Linked DNA regions of Zea mays: all the other regions are linked to region 1. The links are chromatin contacts, called in public Hi-C maps. All regions are on one chromosome and are shown on one strand. Each heading gives the region's core, a stretch centred on a gene start, on an enhancer-like site or on the middle of the called end of the contact. The rest is flanking DNA. Distances are from core to core; before and after follow the strand shown.

Region 1 (4,966 bases), core at 1,602-4,101:
ATTGTTATAATGGCTTCCATTGTCTAGGGCTTTACAAATGGTCTCTTTGGATAGCAACATGGAGGTGGCGGTTCTTGTGGGGTGCTATTCCAAATTTCCAATTACTTGTGAACAAGTTTTGACAAAGTCACGTTTAGGACTTGTTCGGTTACATCCGGATCGATGAAGATTGAAAGAGATTAAGTTTCCCCTAATCAAAATTAAATAGAAGGAGATTTCAGGCGTAACCAAACAATATCTTAAGAAATAGATGGCAAACGCAACCGAACAATATCTTAGACTGTCCAATACAAATGTGCCACCTATTTTAGCGTGCTCCCCTCCCCTCTTCTTGGCTTAAAAGAGACTGTCGGTTTCTCGCTTCCTACCAAAATCAAGTATCATCAGCTCAGATATATTAAAAATATTAATACTTAGATTATATAATGAGTACCTTGCCGAATATGTTTTATGCGGTAGACTTATCTAAAGATATAAATATTAGTAATGTAATCTTTTGGCATCCGCGGGGACTTGCACGGAGGAGGAGGTGGTGGTGGTGGGTACGGATTTAGGCACACGACACACGGTGCGTCGGTGCCAGTACAAAACCGGTGAACAAACAGACGGAAACGCTGTTTAAATCTATGTCAAGTTAAAATTCTTCACAACTTTTTTTTTAATTTTGTTCGAGCTATATGACATAGGAATAACCGAAGAAATAAAGAGGACCACGTAAAATAGGCTCGAAGAGCGAGTTTCACAGGCGCGCATATATATAGGAGGGAGTACTACCCAATGAAAAAAAGAATATTTACTTTGTTTTTGGCAAGAAGGATAGGTCTAACATGGTTTTACGTTCGATGTGAATCTGTCTTTGTAGAGCTAATAGTTAGTTAGCTATTTGTTAGCTAGCTAATTCTAGTAGCACTTTTTGACCAACTAACTATTATCTCTAACTATTATTCATAGGGCATTCAAACATCTCTAAGGCTGTCCGCAGTCGCATGCTCGAAAGGGTACTCTAAAGGATAGAGTAGCGGATAGAGTTGAATCAGCCTGCAGCCGCTCACTCGTTCGGCCACTGGGAATTTAGGGAGGGATAGAAAAACGCTAACTGCAGAGTCGCTCTCTCTCGTACTCGAAAGCTGTCTGTGTGTGTCTTGGGAGGTGTGAGGAGAGAATAAAACAACAGTGATGGAAGGAGAGAATGGAAAAAAATAATAAAAAAATGATTGTTGGTATAGAGTTGAGATATAGAGTAAAAACGACCGCAGAGAATTGTGGTATAGAGTAGATAATCTTGCTGACGGGGATAGAATATTCCTTTTAGAGTAGAAATTTAGAATAGTATGAGTGCGGATAGCCTAAACGTGGAGTGTTCTGTCTGATCGTTCAATGTTCTATCTGATTGGTGTAGTGCTAAAACAGTGTACACTATTCAGTGTACTAGTAGATCACATCAGCCTAACGAAAGCGTACGGACTGACAGCCTGCGCGGGGTGGAAGGATGGCGCTGCTGTCAACAAAAGCGGGTCCCCTTTGCCCCACTGCGAGGTGGAGCTGGAAAAGTGAAGGCAGCGGAGGACTGGCCGCTGGCGTGATGGGATCATGGAGATGAGATCTGGCGGGCGGTCACACGTCAGAGGTAGGTGGCGGCCGGAGACATCATCAGTGTAAGATCGGTCGTATGAACCAACAAAATACTTTTATCTCGCAGGCAAACCAACCAAACCAAACCAAACAATCCCGCTAGCTGTTGCTGAGTGCTGACACACACACACACTGACACACCGGACCGGAGCGGAAAGTTGAGTGCGAAACCAGACGCGAGTCTCTGACGACTTCGCTGCGTGCTCGTGCTCCACGAGTCTCGATCCGACGACAAATCAAAACCAGTCGGACAAGTTGGCACACTTGCTGAGCTGAGCTGAGCTGAGCTTGTACAGGAAGAGATTGATTAAGCGGCAGCCGAGCAGAGCTGCAGATGGGAGGGATCTGAAAACACGTCGCTGAATGAATCTAATTAATCACTACCGGCAAAGCAACAGATCTTTACACACAGTTCTGCAAAACCATCCATCTGTATGCACTACTGCAGAAGACAAGAAGGGAAAAGGGGACTAGATGGAGCCAATGATCAGGCCTCGCTGCTGCAGCCGCTGGACGCGCTGCGCATGGAGGCGCGGCCGACGGACTCGTCGATGCGCTCGAGGCAGGGCTTCCACGGCGCCGCCCGCCAGGGCTGACCCTTCTTCTCCCTCGCCGCCGCAGCCACTGGCATCCGCTGCTGGTTGTGCTGGCGGTGGCTCCCGGAGGCGGCGGCAGCGGCGGCGGCGGCGTCGAAGAGCGCGTCGAGCGGGCTGGGCTTGGGCGCGGCGCTGGCGCCGCCCTTGCGGGCGAGCGCCGTGAGGCGGTTCATGAGGCACGCGAGGTCCACGGCGGAGGACTCGGCCTGGAACACCGACTGCGGGAGCAGGAAGTAGACGGTTCCCGGCTGCAGCGCGTCGTCGGGCCGGAACGGCCCGCGCCCCGGCTGCAGCAGGTGCGCCGACGAGCACAGCACGTACCCCTTCCCGGCGGCGTTGGCGGCGGAGGCGGGGCCGCCGGGCCCGCCGAGGCAGCGCGTCACGTGCGCCACGGTCACCACGCCGGGGCCCTCGAAGTCCTCCACGAACCCGTTGGTGTGGATCACCCGCACCCCGGCGCACGGCCGCAGCGCACGCGCCGAGCCCGGCGACGAGAAGATGCAGCCCATCCGGAAGGCTCCGGAGACGAGAGCGGGGGTGCTCTGCCTGCTGGAGGCTGGAGATGCGGCTGACTGGCAGCGGAGCGACGACGACGGACGAGACTTGGGCGGCGGCAAGGCAGGCGGAGGCAGAGGACGAGAACGGGGAGGCGGGGTGCCTATTTATTTCCGCGGGGAGTTGATGTTTGCAGCGTTGAATCTAACGGACGGATCCGGCGGGTCGAGGTCGGACTCGGACACTCGGTCGGCTGTGGGGCCCAGTGGGGGCCGCCGCTGGTTAACCCCGGTGGGGTGGCGTGGCGTGTGGATTAGGCTGGCTTGGCGGATGGACTGGAGACTACGGAGTAGTGGAGTACCGGAGGGCTTAATCTTTATCTCATGGTTAGGTTAATCTTTAGGCTGGCTTGGTGGATTACACTGCGTAAAAAACGAAGTACCGGAGGGGTTAATCTTTATCTCATGGTTGACTGGAGAGTGAAGACTACTGACTGGAGGGGGTCAGAGGATGCCTTCGGAACCGCAGCAAATTATGGCCTCAAATGGATTGGTTAATGGATAAGGACAAGCCTTATTATCCCATGCTCGGTACTGAATCAATTCTACCTATAATTTGATTGTTAGTTTTTATATGCAAAAGAAAATGTTTATGCTGTCAAATAGTGGATCCTTTGCCCACTAATCCGCTATAACGTCGACAGTGGTTTACGCTAAGTTGTACGCAGTTGTACGCTAATAGATATAGAGTTATACACAACTTAATTTTTCTTTTGTACCAGTTTTACGTGAAAAAATGAATGGCCCGTGCGAAGTGAGATAAACGGCAACTACCCCAAATCATGCACGTTTCTTACGTCCGAAACAGTGGATCCTTTGCCCGCTAATCCACTATAACGTCGACAACAGTGGTTTACGCTAAATTGTAAGTAGTTTTACGCTAATAGTTATAGAGGTTAAGCAAGTTGCGCCTAACAACCGTCAAATATCCAATGTAATTATAAAGAGTTGACAACGCAAGATAGAGCTCAGAGGTGCCATACGGCATCTTGTTATTGTTGTACGTGCAACACGCGCCGATTTTATTTATTGGTTGATGTAGCTGGAGACACACGGTTTGGGGAGAGGAGGCCGCCTGCCGGCTGGCTCAGACGAGTAGTGCAACACCGTACCAGTGGCGAATGCGGCTCAGAGTCCCCGTGCAGGCATCAAGCTGCCAAATCAGCGGACGGAGCAACCGACGCTCGGCTCTCTTATCACTCGCTTTTACTGCGATCGCCGGCCGGCACGTTTGGCACCCACCACGACGAACAAGTCGCCGTGCGCGAACCAGCAGCCGACGCATTTCAGCTACCATTCCCGCTATGTAATGTGTAAGGGCCAAAAAGGCAATTAAAAACAACTCTACTCAAACCGTCACAAACTTCAGGTCCAGTAAAACATGGCAAGATTTCGCTCACTCGGCCAAAGCCGCGTCCCCTCGACAACTTCGGTTGAAACCTTGAGACTTCACCAAATCAGGCCCCTGTTAGATTACATTCGCAGAGTGGTTGCCGTTCTTTAGGCTGTCCGCAACCGCAAGCAAGGTAGTGTAAAATAAAAATAAGAGATTTTGATTTATATATTACATTGTTACAGAGTGAAATTTGAAATATTGAATAAGGAATGAGATAGGATAGTGAAATTTATAATATAGTATAAGGAATGAGATATACAGAGGAAGCATGAGGTGTTGACCTTTGTCCAATAGGAAAGTTTAACAGGCTGCTTGTACGTCACATTCGCAACCTAACGCAGGGCGTCGTCCTACCGTATGCTACAGCTATACCAATGCGATACGGCCCCCATGTACTACGCAAGCTGTGGACAAATTAACTAGCATGGTTTGGGGGGGAAAGTATTTATCTGTCATTCTTATGGGAAATCAATCTACACTCCCGAGTAAAGCTCCTATACATAAAATTTTAAAGTAGAGCTGCTCTGTGGCACCGAAGTAATTTTTAATAATAGCGCGGTCCCAAAAAATCTAGTGGACAGTATCACTTTTGGCTCATCCTACTTTAATCTTAAACCAAACATATTCTAATAAAATAGAACCATACCAAACGCGTAAAACGTCTTTTAAAATTTAGTACCATGCCAAACGCGTAAAACGTCTTTTAAAATTTAGTTAGTAATACAAGGCAAGTAGGACCTGCTGGTGCCAGCCTAGCATATCACGGTTCCATTCCGCTCTAGGCCAAT
Region 2 (4,966 bases), core at 708-3,207, 490 kb after region 1:
TTGTGCTTCATAAAATTTAGTAAAACTGATGAAATATAACGTTAGGAGCTTTAGAAAATCGGAAAGCAAGTTATAAACTTTTAGAAGACATTTAAATAGGTTATTTTATTTCTTGTTTAGAGTAAAAAATATTTTTTAAAACAAGTTAAATTTGATTATAAACAACAACTTTATGTTGAAGTTGGAATAGTAGAAACAGTGCAAAGACCCTTTAAATTAAGGGGCAGAGCTCCCACAACTTCGCTATCAACGAGAATCACTACCGCAGAGCCAAACTGTAAAAATCTGAACTGCTCCATGGTAAAAGTAGAGTAAATCTAGTCACTATTTCATACTGAAAGTGGAAACCAAAAAACCTACTTACCACCTCTCCCAACCTACTCAGAAATCAGTTCACAATCTATTTGTAAAACAATTTTCGTCAAATAAATTCACTTTTGATAGAGAATCACTCTATTAAAGAATCAACTCTCAAAGTTGAGAAACATAGAACAGAGCTTCACGAGAGAAAGAAGGTGCATGACGAGCTGTTGCTGTTCAATTTCTTGAACAAGTAGTACTGTTGCTGTTCAATTTCTTGAACAAGTACTAGCTACATATTATCATTACAGGAAACAGTAACCTTTTGGCACCGAAAATCACAACAAATGGCAAGGAGAATATATGATTCCAAACAACATATCAAATTCTCACATAAACTGGAACAGGTCGCTTGTAACAATTACCAAGAGTTCTTCAGGTTCACAGACAGGACAGCAAAATTAACTACGGCAACAGGACCAAACCACCACTTCTGAGATCCAGATGACACACACAACTCTAGTCGAACAGGGAGAATCCCATGTCGTCGTCGCTCTCTTCCTTCTCCTCTTCCTTCTTCTCCTCCTTGGGAGCCTCGGCAGCAGCACCACCAGATGCAGCAGCACCGCCGCCGCCACCTCCGCTCACCATCATTGCACCACCACCGACAGCACCGACGATCACCTGCGCAAGATTTAAAGTATTGAACATAAGGTGGTGATGACAATGGACAATCCAGCAGAAACGATTCACGCAAACATAGAAAGCCTAGACATCTAATCATCATAAACACTACCACGTTCAATTCAGGTGTGGGTTAATCATAGAACTTACACACCACAGTCAGCCAAAGCGCAAGCATAGCAGTTTTTTTACATTGAAACCTAGTTAATTTTGATATTTTCTAACAAAAACTAACAGCTAAAACACAGTAACGTAGCTAAAGTATATAGGTGGTGGCTGACATATAACACAGTTTATATAACATAAACGAGGAATGGGCTTGAATTATGCAGATCAGCAACAACACAGAATTCTACTATGGCCAAAAGGGAACACTTCAGGCAACAGTAATGGCCAAAGGAGAACACTTCAATCTATAGTTATATACCAATTACCAACAAGACAATAGTTCTATGCCAACAAGACAAATACAGCATCACCAGCTCCAACACTATAAGCTGCTATGCTACACAACATCAGATTCTCAAAACGATAATATCAACCTGACAAACCTATTGCTCTACAGACGCGATCAGCCGAAACAGTGGCAAGTCGAGATACTTCACTGCCGAATACAGACAACTTCGCATATACATCTATATACTGTATAAACGTTAGATCCGGTGGATCCAGAAGGAATGCGTCGGCGAACAGACCTGGAACACGGCGGAGCTGGGGGTGACCATGGAGAAGGACGACTGGACGCCGTAGGCAGAGTCGGCCGCGGAGGCGGCAGCGACGAGGCGGCGCTGCAGCTCGTATGGGGTAGCGGCGGAAGCCTCGATCTCGCCGGAGTGCTGCTTGGCGGTCCACTCGCCGCCGTTGTTGCGGCACACAAAGGTGTAGACGCCCATGTCGCTTGTTCCCTGCGTGCGCAGCGGCGGCGGAGGGAGAGAGGAAGGGGGTCGGAGGCTTTGGGGATTTGGGAGGCTGCTGGGTTGAAACCCTAGCAATGGGTGGGTTTATGTAATGGTTTCTTGGGAGCCCATGGAACCTCGTGGGGCCGGGCCCGCGTTTATGGGCCAGGCCAAGATTATATGGGCTTAGTTAGTTTAATGCTTCGCCCAACATCAATGAAACACGAAAGGACACAAACATGTGCATAAATTCTGGGATAAAATCCTTTTGACCCCTCAAATCTCATGATCGTGTTTTTTACCTCTCATTTATAAAACCAGATTTTTATACTTTCTTAATTTTAATTTTTTTCTATCTAAGTGGTTATGGACTGTTGTTTTATTCCATACTAGTCGGTTGTTCGTGCGTTGCGACGGCTTACAACAACACTCATGTAAACTATCCACAAAAAAAAATCAATATTTTTTATTGATTGTCTCCGCTCTCCGTATAATATTTTTTTGATTTGGCTAACTGATGTTATTATTTACTTCATCCAATATGTCTTGATACAACACGACCAATAAAGTGAGCGATTAGAAGAGAGTTCACAACGACTGATTAAACATACAGAGACTATATAATTATATAATTCCACCATACATAGACCAAATAAGAGAAAGTTTGTGAGCTCAAGTTTCTAAATTAAGTCACGTGAACTCAAACTTATAAAAAAGATAGATCAAAATATGGAGTGGTTGCTAAAGTTATGCATCAATAAAGACTGTGTGCGCTCCATGTAAATTATGCTACTTCGTAGCAATTACTAACGTTTTAAACCAACAAATAACCTTTCATTTTACTGTTAGTGTGACAAATCATTATTGTCGCATCCAATTCAGCAACCTCAAACACCATGAAGTCAATTGCGCTAATGTGGTCTTAGAAATGACTTAATGCTTGCAAGAGCCAAGAACGTTGTGTCGTGCTTGGGCTGTAGCCTCGGTCCGTACTGCTGGTCCGGCCCGACACAAATTTTTTTATTTTACAAAAAAAACATATATACATATATATAATTTATATTCAATATTAAAAACATCTAATCATGATGTTTTACTGGTTAGATAGCTTTACCTAGTGTCTTCTGCCCTTCTTTCATCAAGGCATGAGTTCAAACCCTATCTCTTGCACTATTTTTTTAATATTTTACGCTAATTTAATCAAACAGACAGATGGGAGTTGTGGCCCGCTGGCGTCTGGCCCAGCCGTCGTTTGGTCATCTATAGGCGTGCAGCGGATTAATCTGAAATGGTTGTGAGGGGTTATTTGTAAAAAGATGACGCGGGACGACCGTTGGTGCTTTAAGCGTTTGGATCCCTTCATTTTAGAGGAATTGGAATACACTCAATAAAGTAACTTATTTAGTTTGGAATTTAACATTCAACCACTTTTCAAAGTTCAGATATAATCCTATCTCAAATTCATGCGGTGGAGGGTGAGAAATGATTTTATGTATTAGTAGAATTTGTTTCTACTCTATAACTTACATGACACTCCTCGTCTCACTCCTCTCTAGTAAAAAATGTAGTACATAAATATCTCTAACATCTTGCTAATAATAGTATACAAATATATTTTGCATAAAATCGAATTAGCTTAATTGATATATGCGTAAATTACTATTATTAGAATGGAATTCAATTCCAATAATTCAAATGGGGCGTACATGTATTTTAAAAAATATCCAAAAAAACCGTGTAGTCGAAATCTCAAAAATCTTTTTTATTAGTGTTACAAAGCAGGCATAGACCATTTGTTTTAGAAAAAAATGAAATCAAATTCATGTTTTCGTACCGAATATGTATTTCAACCACGAGTATATTAGTTATAGGCCCTGTTTGTTTCGGCTTCTGGCAGCTTCTGGCCACCAAAAGCTGTTGCGGACTGCCAAACGCTTAGCTTTTCAGCCAGCTTCTATAAAATTCGTCGGGCCAAAAACTATCCAAAATCAACATAAACACATAATCGGTTGAGTCGTTGTAATAGTAGGAATCCGTCACTTTCTAGATCCTGAGCCCTATAAACAACTTTATCTTCCTCCACACGTAATCGTAATAATACTCAGATTCTCCCTACAGCCAGATTCTCCCCACAGCCGGATTTTCAGAAAAGCTGGTCAGAAAAAAGCTGAACCAAACAGGCCCATAATCGTATCTATTAGCCCTGTTTGTTTGGTTGGAATTGAATTTTATTCTAATAATCATAATTTAGGCACAAACTAATTAAGTTAATATATATATATATATATATATATATATATATTACATATAGTTGTATATTATCCTAAATAATATGAGAGAGATAATTATACACTACACTTATGCTATAGAGAAGTAAGTAGAAAAGTATGTTATAAGTTATACATTAGAAAAATAGTGTATAAATTTATAGTTACAATTTTCATATCTCACCCCATGAATTCTAGATAGGCTTATATATGAACTTCGGAAAGTTGTGGAATGTTACATTGTAAAAAATAGCATACTCCATATATTAGTTTGATTCCAATTTCTCAAAATAAAGGGAAAAGTGGAGCTGTCAGACAAGTTTTCTACCGAATCTGATTCAGAGATAGAAAATTTTAGTTTCAGTATTGTTTGCCTAACTTCAGAGCTCTGTTGTGTTTAATCCTTGGGGTTATAGACTATGGTTGCTATAGAAAAGTTGGAGAACTATGTTGGGTGAGTACATCTTATTAAGAAACTTCACCCTGGAATCATTTAGAACTGAGAGAAAAACCTATTCAAATATAGATTGTCAGACCTGTGTTGTCTGAACTTAAGTTCAGTTAACTGGAAACCTGAGTGCAGTGAATTTTGTTGGACTTTGGAGCTCTTCGGTACCTAATCCATGGAGTTTTGGGCTAAGGTTTCTATAGCAAAATGGAAGATCATAGAAAGGTGAACAAATTTCTTGAGGTGAGTTTGGCCTGGTGCTGTGCAAAAGTTGGATAAAAATGCCCCCAAAGTAGGAATCAGATCCTCTACAGTCGAGGTCCTTGACCTGTCTATACAGTCGGCCTGATCCAACCATCAAGCAGCAATCC
Region 3 (4,966 bases), core at 1,468-3,967, 440 kb after region 1:
CTACCTGATCAAAGAAAGCAACAAAATCACCAGTGTGAAATTACATAAACATGGTTGGATTATCTCTAAACTTTCAAGGCCACAAGCTAATGATGCATTACGTTCAAAAAAACAAGCTAATGATGCACAGATACTCTTAATCCTGTTTTCGAGACATACAATTAGTGCTTTAAACTAGGAAATAATTTACTTTACCACCTGTAAATCATTAAGCTTTCTTACAACCAAGGTGTCGTTTGGTTCATATATTGGTAACGTAATAGGTAACTGATAATGTTAAATCATGTTTGTTTAAGTCTAATCGTAATCGATACCACATTACAAATGGATACTGTCTTATTCAAATTTGTTACCGCCGGTATTTGAGTGTAAATCATTATCATTACCATTTACGTTACATTTCGTGAACCAAACGCCACCCAAGTCCTAAATGGTGTTTTTATTTTCTATGCAAGATGATGTGCAATATCAACATTCAGCAAGAGAAACGTTAACCTAATAATATTATCGGTAAGAGAAAAAGATAACCAAATAATACTGGCAAAATTGGAGTTACGGGGCACCATACTAGTACAGCAACTACAACAACTAGTTCGAGTTCCAATTGAAGTGTGCCAAGCTACTGTACTATCTCATGGCACAAGCTTAGATACTAGTTTGCTCTTAGCCGTTCAGAACATACCTTAATTCCTTTGTAACCAAGCCTTTCACCAAGCCCTCCAGCTACAAGAACAAATGCAGCATTGTGGGCTTCTTTTATCCCAGCTGCTTCCAGTGAAACAAAATTGTCATCGCCGAAGTTCAAAATTTCCCCTGAAGGCACCTGTAAGGTAGGACAACGTTTATTAGCTGTATCATCAAGAAAAGTGGAAAAGCAAAGAATTACCCAAACTAACATAAAGAACATCCATTTTAAAAGCATCAATTTATCTCAAGAATTTTTTTCCAGGTTGTGCTGTATTAAACTATTCATAGAACAATGCCCCTGAAAAGGGTAGACATTTAGGCCAAACGAAACCGTTGATAAAAAGACTTACAGAAGGGGTGAAACCATCATATGGGTTTTTTCCTGCCTTTGAATCTGCAAGAAGTTTTTTGGCATTCTTGATGTAAGATACCAGACCTCCAGGATAGCTTGAATTAAGCCGGCGAACCTAAGATAATCACAAATTGACAAAATTAGAATAAAAGGAAAAAAAACTTTGATCATTTGTGTTTATGACTTCCTTGCATACATTATAGTGCTACTCCATTCACAAACAAGAGATGTCTTGGACATTGGCACATCTTCAAAAAATGATTTTTGCTAATACTTTAGTTACAAAACATTTGTAAAACATAGAAAATATATACTTTTATGAAACTACATTGCATTATATGTTCTCAGGTTAAATACACACCTGATCAAAGAAGCCTCTTTTCTTGTCGTCATCAATGCCTGGTTCAGGCCAGTGTTCAAATAGGTGAATCTGGCCCTCATTCAACAGCATTTTTGCTAGCTCAACCTATAACCACCAGGCAATAATATATTAATATCATTGTAGCAGGAGAAAAACAATAACAGAAAACATGGTAACGTCACACTGACGGAACTAATACATTTAGATACACTTTGTTCTGAAATAATGGGAGAACCCAGGGCGAATAGGTACTTTCCCGATTCGTGATTTGGTGGGGGGGGGGGGGGGGGGGGGAGTTAGATGTACATTAGTTGGGGGACCATTGTGCTAGACTTAAATTGTTCGTCCTCAGGACTATATTATTTATTATACTAACAAGAACACTGCTCACAATCGAGAACAGAGGAATGCTACAGATTACCAAAACATTCATACTCGTAATACCATTTTTACACAGGAAACTAATGCTCGAGCACAAGTATATATGGTTTACAGTATCCAAATGAGTATGAGAACCATGCTTCCTAGTCCCACCGTGGGCCTGTGTCAGGAGCAGAGGGTAGTTAAACTTAAACACACTAGTACGACACCACCAGCACTGTTTTAGGAACCAGCAGCCACAATCACGAAAATCACAGAATTGAACTACAGTTGTTCTAGAATCATTGTGTTAGGAGGGAGGAAGTCCTAAATGTTAGCGGTGGAGGCGGGTCCACTTCGCCCCCACCGGCCGCCGGCCGGGCATGCACGTGAGGGGACTTCAAAGATGGGCAGCGAGTCGAGGTAGTTGGCTGTACCCGTCCAGCGTTGAATCATCAGGCGCTACACACCTGAACTCCTCCAATCTAATCAGTAATATTCACCTACGCTTACGCGGCATGCGAGCGTAACTACCAAGTGAAATCTAACCAAACGGCAGAGCCTCCGCACACCCAGGGCGCGGAGCATCGCATCGTGGCCTACGAAGCGAGAGAATTTGGAATCCGCGGCGACTGGAATGACGGGTGAGATCGGCGCGGCTCGAGCGAAGTATCTACTAGCGCGGGCAAATCCATCGGCAACAGCAGAAGGGCGGCCAGTACGACGGCGTGACCTCTTCTTCGGTACATGAGTATAACAGATTAGCAGGCGGCGGTCACGGGTCACCTCGTCAGGCGCGAGCAGCTGCAGGTTCCGCCGCAGCGGCGGACACGCCGCTGCCCACTCGTCGGCGCCGGAGGTCACCAGCGCCGCGGCGTCGGCGCCCGAAGCCATCGCTGGCGAGGAGGCTGAACAGGAGGGCTGAGGAGACGACCCGCGTCGCGTCGGTGACTGCCAGTTGCGTCGTCGTCCTTCCGCGGGGGATATGGGCACGGCCGCACGGGCCAGGCAGTGGCAAACCGTTTTCCGTCGTTGGAGGGGAGGGGACCGCGTGATGCTCGTGGAAACGGTTGCGGTGGACTTAACTCTCCGTCAAACTCTGACTCTCCAAATTGATTCTTTCACTGTCCAAATTTAGTTAGTTATCTGACTAGCTAAATTAGATAAACAGTTTGTTAAAATATGATACTATATATATATATATATATATCGGAGACCATAATTAGGGGTACCCTCAAGACTCCTAATTCTCAGCTCGTAACCCCATCAGCATAAAGCTGCTAAGGCCTGATGGATGCGATTAAGTCAGGGATCAGTCCATTCGAGCGACTCGATCACGCCTCGCTCGAGCCTAGCCTCGGACAAGGGCAGCCGACCTCGGTGGATTTCCGTCTCGCCCGAGGCCCCCCTCCAACGGCGAACATATTTCCGGCTCGCCCGAGGCCCTGCCTTCACTAAGAAGCAACCCTGACTAAATCGCCGCACCGACCGACTAAGTCGCAGGAGCATTTAATGCAAAGGTGGTCTGACACCTTTATCCTGACTTGCGCCCCCCGACAGAGCCGAAGTGACCGCCGTCACTTCGCCGCTCCACTGACCGGCCTGACAGAAGGACAGCGCCGCCTGCGCCACTCCGACTGCGGTGTCATTTGACAGAGTGAGGCTGACAGGCAGTCAGGCCCTGCCGAAAGGGACCATAGGAAACTCCGCTCCGCCCGACCCAGGGCTCGGACTCGGACTAAGTCCCAGAAGACGGCGAACTCCGCTCCGCCCGACCCAGGGCTCGGACTCGGGCTAAGTCCCGGAAGACGGCGAACTCCGCTCCGCCCGACCCAGGGCTCGGACTCGGGCTAAGTCCCGGAAGACGGCGAACTCCGCTCCGCCCGACCCAGGGCTCGGACTCGGGCTAAGTCCCAGAAGACGACGAACTCCGCTTCGCCCGACCCCAGGGCTCGGACTCTGCCCTGGCCTCAGCCGATGACCTCCGCCTCGCCCGACCCAGGGGCTCGGACTCGGCCTCGGCCACGGAAGACAGACTCGACCTCGGCTTCGGAGGAGCCTCCACATCGCCCAACCTAGGGCGCAGGCCAGCCACGTCAATAGGAGGCGCCATCATCACCCTACCCCGAGCTGACTCGGGCCGCAGGAAACAAGACCGGCGTCCCATCTGGCTAGCTCCGCCAGATAGGCAATGATGGCGCCCCGCGTACTCTGTGACGACGGCGACTCTCAGCCCCCTTACGGAAGCAAGAGCACGTCAGCAAGGACCCAACCGCTCCGACAGCTGTCCCTCCGCCAGGCTCCATCGCTCCTCCGACGGCCACGACATCACACCAGCTGGGTGCCAAAATCTCTCCGGCTGCCACAACGGCATGTACTTAGGGCGCTAGCTCTCCTCCGCTAGACACATAGCACTCTGCTACACCCCCCATTGTACACCTGGATCCTCTCCTTACGCCTATAAAAGGAAGGACCAGGGCCCTCTTAGAGAAGGTTGGTCGCGCGGGGACGAGAACGAGACAGGCGCTCGCTTGGGGCCGCTCGCTCCCTCTCCCGCGTGGACGCTTGTAACCCCCTACTGCAAGCGCACCCGACCTGGGCGCGGGACGAACACGAAGGCCGCGGGATTCCCACCTCTCTCACGCCGGTCTGACGGTCTCCGGCCGCCTCGCTCTCCCCCCTTCGCGCTCGCCCTCGCGCTCGACCCATCTGGGCTGAGGCACGCGGCGACACTCACTCGTCGGCCCAAGGGACCCCCCGGTCTCGAAACGCCGACAGTTGGCGCGCCAGGTAGGGGCCTGCTGCGTGTTGACGAACAGCTTCCCGTCAAGCTCCAGATGGGCAGTCTCCAACAACCCCTCCAACCCGGGACGGTGCTCCGTTTCGGGAGTCTTGAGTTCATGTCCTTCGACGGCAGCTACGACATGATACTCCTTCCACCGTCGCGCGACAACGACAATGGCGACCGACAGCCCGCCCGCCGGCGGCGGAATCGACGACGTCTTCCCCGCGTGGCGGAAGAACAACCTTCGAGCTCATCCCGCCTTCTTCCCCGCCGACGGAGGGGAAGGCAGGGCAACCAAGGCCAAGCAGGAGGCAGCGCTTCGTCGGCTGTCGAGCGAGTCGACAGCGCCGGCACCCCAACGGGGGGCGCACCGGGTATCGACTTCGCGCTTGAGACGAAGACGAGCGCCATCTCCCCGCGA
Region 4 (4,966 bases), core at 1,325-3,824, 360 kb before region 1:
GGCACATCAGTCGGAGCGGGGCAGACGGCGCTGTTTTCCTATCGGGTCAGTCAGTGGAGTGGCGAAGTGACTGCGGTCACTTCGGCCTTGTCGACTGAGGAGCGTGCGTCAGGATAAGGTGTCAGGCGATCCTTGCATTGAATGCTCCTGCGATACGGTCGGTTGGCGTGACGATCTGGCCAAGGTTGCTTCTCCGCGAAGCCCACCCGAACTGGGCCTCGGGCGAGTCGAAGGTGCGCCCGTTGCTTGAGGAGACCCTCGGGTGAGGCGTGAATCTACCTTGGTCTACTGTTCCTGCCCGAGGCTGGGCTCGGGCGAGGCGAGATCGTGTCCCTTGAGTGGACGGAGCCTTGACCGGAATCGCGCCCATCAGGCCTTTGCATCTTTGTGCTGATGGGGGTTACCAGCTGAGATTAGGAGTCTTGGGGGTAGCCCTAATTATGGTCCCGACATTCATCAAGTCCTTTGAAAATCTTATTCCACAAACTTTTCGAATCACACTCACCGTCACCTTCCATCTTCTATGCCACCATACTTTAAAAACTTTGACTCTACAAAAATCTTGGAATGACTTATATTTTGGGACGGAGGGAGTACCATTTCAAGACCAAAACAAAATCCATAATTAGAGACATAAAAACCATAGATTGTCTAAATCATCGCTATCATTCAGTATAAAAGCCCACACATGCAAAACATTAGGCATGAGACGTGGGCAGTTAGTTTGGGCATAAAATCTGAGCCTGAAGTCTGACCCTCCCTCAAAAAGAACTCAAACTCGAAACTGTTTAGCCTAATACCCGAAACCCGATGAGCTTCTGCAGGCTGCAAGTATCAAAACTCAAAACCCGAACATAGCCGGTTCTTGCATTCTTGGTGTTATATTTATTTATCATTTGATCAATGCCGTTGGTATTGTTGTTATTCACACTTTTATCAACATTTATTGTCATTGGCAAGATATGGTCGACTTCTTGTTTTGTAACATGTGCGAATAATAGTTGACTGATGTATAATTTAGAAGTGAATTGTTTAGGCTGACTGATATTTAGGTAGGACGAGCTACCGGAATGCGAACCTAAAATTTATAATTACCCAAAATTTTGGTTATATCATCTGAACAATCTAATTTTGGATAGTCTCTAGATACCCGAAATTCTAAAACCCAAAGAAACTGATCGGGCTAACCCCCACGCTAGGGGCTTGTTCGGTTATACCTCAATCCATATGGATTGAGGGGGATTGAGGGGGTTTCAATCCCTAGTAAGTCAAAATCCCCCTCAATCCGTATCAATCCCCTTCAATCCATATGGATTGAAAATAACCGAACAAGCCCTAGGTGGGTAGTGTCATCACGGGGCAAGAAGCCATGGACAAAGGCTGAAAAATCGGAAACGAGCCAAATCAAGGCCCTGTCTAGACACTGTCACGCACGTTGGTGCTTGGCACGAGTAAGCCGTAAAGGCAGCTAGCTCAGCTCCAACCCCAATCCAAGTCGGCGAAGGGAAAAGTTCACATATTCTTTTCTTCTCACGTTTAAATAGCAAAAAAAAACTAAAAATATATAGAAATAGAGATTTAAACCATGATAGTTAGATTTAATTAAAAATGTATCTACGTCCATTTAACAAAAATGACACATGTTTTTATGTTTTATACCTATAATAATGTGTAATATAGATATTTATAGAAAAATGGGAAAACATAAAACCAGGTCAGGCTAGGCCGGGCCAACCGTGACGCGCCTGCTAACCAACGCGCTAGGTTATGTTGGGGTCAGACCGTGAGAGTAAAACTGTGCTAGGTTATGGGTTTACCAGGCGCCTCGATCCGTTTGAACATCTCTAGGTTCCATCGACTCGTTTCCAAGCAAGAAGAAAGGGAAGGAAAGGAAACCCGTTGCTTCCTGCAAATGCAAAGGGATGGAGCGGCCGGATCTCAACGCGAGATGCCAGGCGGCAGGCGCCTGCATGCACATTGGACGACGACGTGGCGATGGCGACCGACGGTGAAAGAGACAACCACATGCATCATGCATGTACGCACGCACGCGGCCTGGCGGAGAGACGACGGAGAGCCCCTGATGATCATGTGCCGCGGCAAAGGCTACGAGCGGAGCCCCTCCTAACCGTAGCCGAACTGCTCGCAAGCGCGGCCCAATGACGCGTGCGCTTTTCCACGCGATGGAGCAGGGGAGGGGAGGAGACGGACGCAACGCGAACGAGCAAGCCGCCCGCCCGGCCGCGTGGCGTGATGTAACCGTAGCGGAAAGGCGGCGGCCCACATGCCCGATGCGGGGGCCTGGGGGTTGGGTTGGGTGTGCTGGCGCTGGCGGGCGACGCACGCGGGCAGGGCAGGCTTTTGCGCCTGGGCGAGTGGAGCGGTGCCGGTGCGGCGGCGTTCCGGTAAGGGAAAGGAAACAGGCGGCGTTGTGTGCTGTGCTGTTGCCGTTCCGTGCAGCCGTGGGGACGGACGGACGAGAGAGCGACCGACCGACCGACGTCACCCGCGCGGCGCGCACCGGATGACGCCCATGCCACTGCCAGCTCCGCTCCGTTTGCTCGCTGGCAAATAGCCGCCCCCGCGCCCGGCGGGGCTGCCGCGTGCCCGCGTCTGCGCAGCCTCGGCTGCCGCCGCCTGCTCCCACACTCACCCTCACACGCACGCACCCCCCTCTGCCGCGGGTCTCCCCAATAAAAATAGCAAGCCACGACGCCAGTGCTCTCCCGGCCCGCGCCTCGCTCTCTCTTGTCTCGCCCGCTAGCTCCCATCCCAGCCTCCCACCGCGCCCGCCTGCCCCAACATCCCCCCTCCCCGCTCCGCTCCACGCACGGCTCCAGATCTGCTACGGCGGCGGCCGGTGGACGCCGCGCCGCGCGTGCCGGAGGCGGTGACGGTGGGTGGCGCTCCACTCCCCGCGCCCCAGCGCTTCGAATCCCGACCGCAGCTCACGCCCCTCCTTTTTTGCCCGTGCAGTGAGCGGCGGATCCTGCCCGGCCGTGCCATCCTGGCGACGATGACAGCGTAAGCGGGCGGCGGACGACCGCGCCCCCCCGGCCCCTACTCCCGAGGTACCTACGACCTGTGCCCGCTTCCTATGCCTTGCGTGCGTTCGGTTCTCGGTCCGGCCGATCCGCCGCGGCACTCGACTCCGCACGCTGCCAGACCGGCGACGAGCGGCGGCGGAAGGGAGGGACGGGTGGGGATCCGAGCTTGAGCTTCCACCCTCCGTGTTTCTTTTTCTTTATATCTGTTTGTTTATCGGTGGCGGTGCTCACTGCTCTGCCTCCTCGTCGGACGATCTTAGCTCGGGGAGCCGCGTCCGACTATGGTGGAGTCCAATCAACGCTGCCTGCCGCGGGAATTGGCGCTCCAGTGAGGTTGGGACTGGATTAGGGGTGCGTGTGCGTATGACGTGCTCGTTTAATGCATGCTCCCTCCACGAACCAAAAAAAAAGATTTGGACATAAGACAGACTCTTGCCTCTCTTTTCGTTTTGTCAAAGTCGTTTCAGAGAGATTAGGGAATTGGGGGTTACAGCATGTTATCAAAGTGGGACCTTGCCTTCGCTTAGGAAGTATGCTTATCAAAGTCCAACTGGTCAAAAAAAAACGAACAATTTGAATTCTTCGTAGCATCATTGCAAAGAGCATATTCATTCATTATTTTTGTTCATGCTACTAGCAAAAGTAAGAAATTTGCACAAGTTCACTCTGTTGTCTGTTAAACGGTTTGTACAACCTGACTGGGTCTTCCCAGTGTACAGTATTAAGAAAATTACACGGTTCGTATGACATGACTTGGTGTTCCCTGCGTGTAGTATTAGGAAAGCTAACCTATTCTCTTAAAAGAGTTGATGACGCTTCACCTTTTGGTTTCTTATAATTTTATCTCCTACTAGGTCATTGGCGTGTGCTCCTTGGCAGAAAATGGCGATGATGGTGGATCCCCCCAATGGCATGGCAAGTCAAGGAAAGCATTACTATACTATGTGGCAGACACTGTTTGAGATCGACACCAAGTACGTGCCGATCAAGCCCATCGGAAGAGGAGCTTACGGAATCGTTTGCTCATCTGTTAACCGCGAGACCAATGAAAAAGTCGCGATAAAAAAGATAAACAACGTCTTTGACAACCGTGTGGATGCGCTAAGGACGCTGAGAGAGCTGAAACTCCTTCGGCACCTGAGGCACGAGAATGTTATTGCTCTCAAGGACATAATGATGCCTGCGCATAGAAGGAGCTTCAAGGACGTTTACTTGGTTTATGAGCTCATGGACACTGATCTGCATCAAATAATTAAGTCATCTCAACCACTATCCAATGACCACTGCCAGTATTTCCTTTTTCAGGTAAGTTTCGCAAGGATCCTGTTTTCAAATAGTTATGTCCTTTGCTCTTGTTTCTTTATTGATGTATATATGTTCAGTAATCTGTCATCAGTCATTACATTGAGAAAGTATGATCATTTTCTCACATGAACTGAGGGGCATTAAGTAATTTCTGTTGTCACACTGAATCTACTATCAAATTGATACAATTCTGTCATGTGCACTGAAATCGGCAAAATTCAGCCCAATAATTGCATGTATCAGAATGGAGATAAATGGAGGACCTGTTTTTTTATTGACTTATTGAAGTTCAATGGGAATGAAGCCAAAGACAATGCTCCCAAAGGCATACAAAAGATTGTGTGTTAGGGTCTGAAGATGAATTGTGATGTTCTACTTCTGAGCACATGGTTGTGTATTCGAGATACCAACTTCATGAGATTATTTTTTAGCGTGAAACTTAAACTATGGAAACAAATATCATCATTTGGTTGTTTTCATGCGCACCCCTGAAATGCTGCGGTAGTGTTAGCACATGCTATGAACTAGTAAACAGAAACACAACAATATTTTGCCACCTCGACATAGGACATTTGACATAAAAGGTAGCCACTAAGTAACCCAATACTTGCACT

Evidence for each region. A called contact is a pair of places that touch in the nucleus more often than the background predicts.
Region 2: a Hi-C map of leaf mesophyll shows a contact between it and region 1, with 2.6 times the contacts expected there. The contact joins the promoter of LOC542339 here to the promoter of LOC100275318 in region 1. A contact is called at or near these places in 2 of 25 Hi-C or Micro-C datasets (leaf mesophyll and tassel).
Region 3: a Hi-C map of tassel shows a contact between it and region 1, with 4 times the contacts expected there. The contact joins the promoter of LOC100382378 here to the promoter of LOC100275318 in region 1. A contact is called at or near these places in 2 of 25 Hi-C or Micro-C datasets (ear and tassel).
Region 4: a Hi-C map of bundle sheath shows a contact between it and region 1, with 4 times the contacts expected there. The contact joins the promoter of LOC100283121 here to the promoter of LOC100275318 in region 1. A contact is called at or near these places in 6 of 25 Hi-C or Micro-C datasets (bundle sheath, ear, endosperm and 3 more).

What each region holds. Positions count from the first base shown.
Region 1 is chr5:58,213,037-58,218,002 of Zm-B73-REFERENCE-NAM-5.0, forward strand. LOC100275318 reads right to left here and starts at 2,852. Exons shown (of 1, transcript NM_001175028.1): 1 at 1,797-2,852. The coding sequence starts at 2,737. The coding sequence ends at 2,120.
Region 2 is chr5:58,703,392-58,708,357 of Zm-B73-REFERENCE-NAM-5.0, forward strand. It overlaps LOC542339 (acidic ribosomal protein P3), which reads right to left and starts at 1,958. Exons shown (of 2, transcript NM_001111919.2): 1 at 1,680-1,958; 2 at 505-984. The coding sequence starts at 1,877. The coding sequence ends at 820.
Region 3 is chr5:58,650,255-58,655,220 of Zm-B73-REFERENCE-NAM-5.0, forward strand. LOC100382378 (UDP-sugar pyrophosphorylase) reads right to left here and starts at 2,718. Exons shown (of 17, transcript NM_001175123.1): 1 at 2,547-2,718; 2 at 1,401-1,505; 3 at 1,038-1,154; 4 at 683-823; 5 at 1-4. The coding sequence starts at 2,654.
Region 4 is chr5:57,854,205-57,859,170 of Zm-B73-REFERENCE-NAM-5.0, forward strand. It overlaps LOC100283121, which reads left to right and starts at 2,575. Exons shown (of 4, transcript NM_001156023.1): 1 at 2,575-2,896; 2 at 2,977-3,071; 3 at 3,902-4,352. The coding sequence starts at 3,930.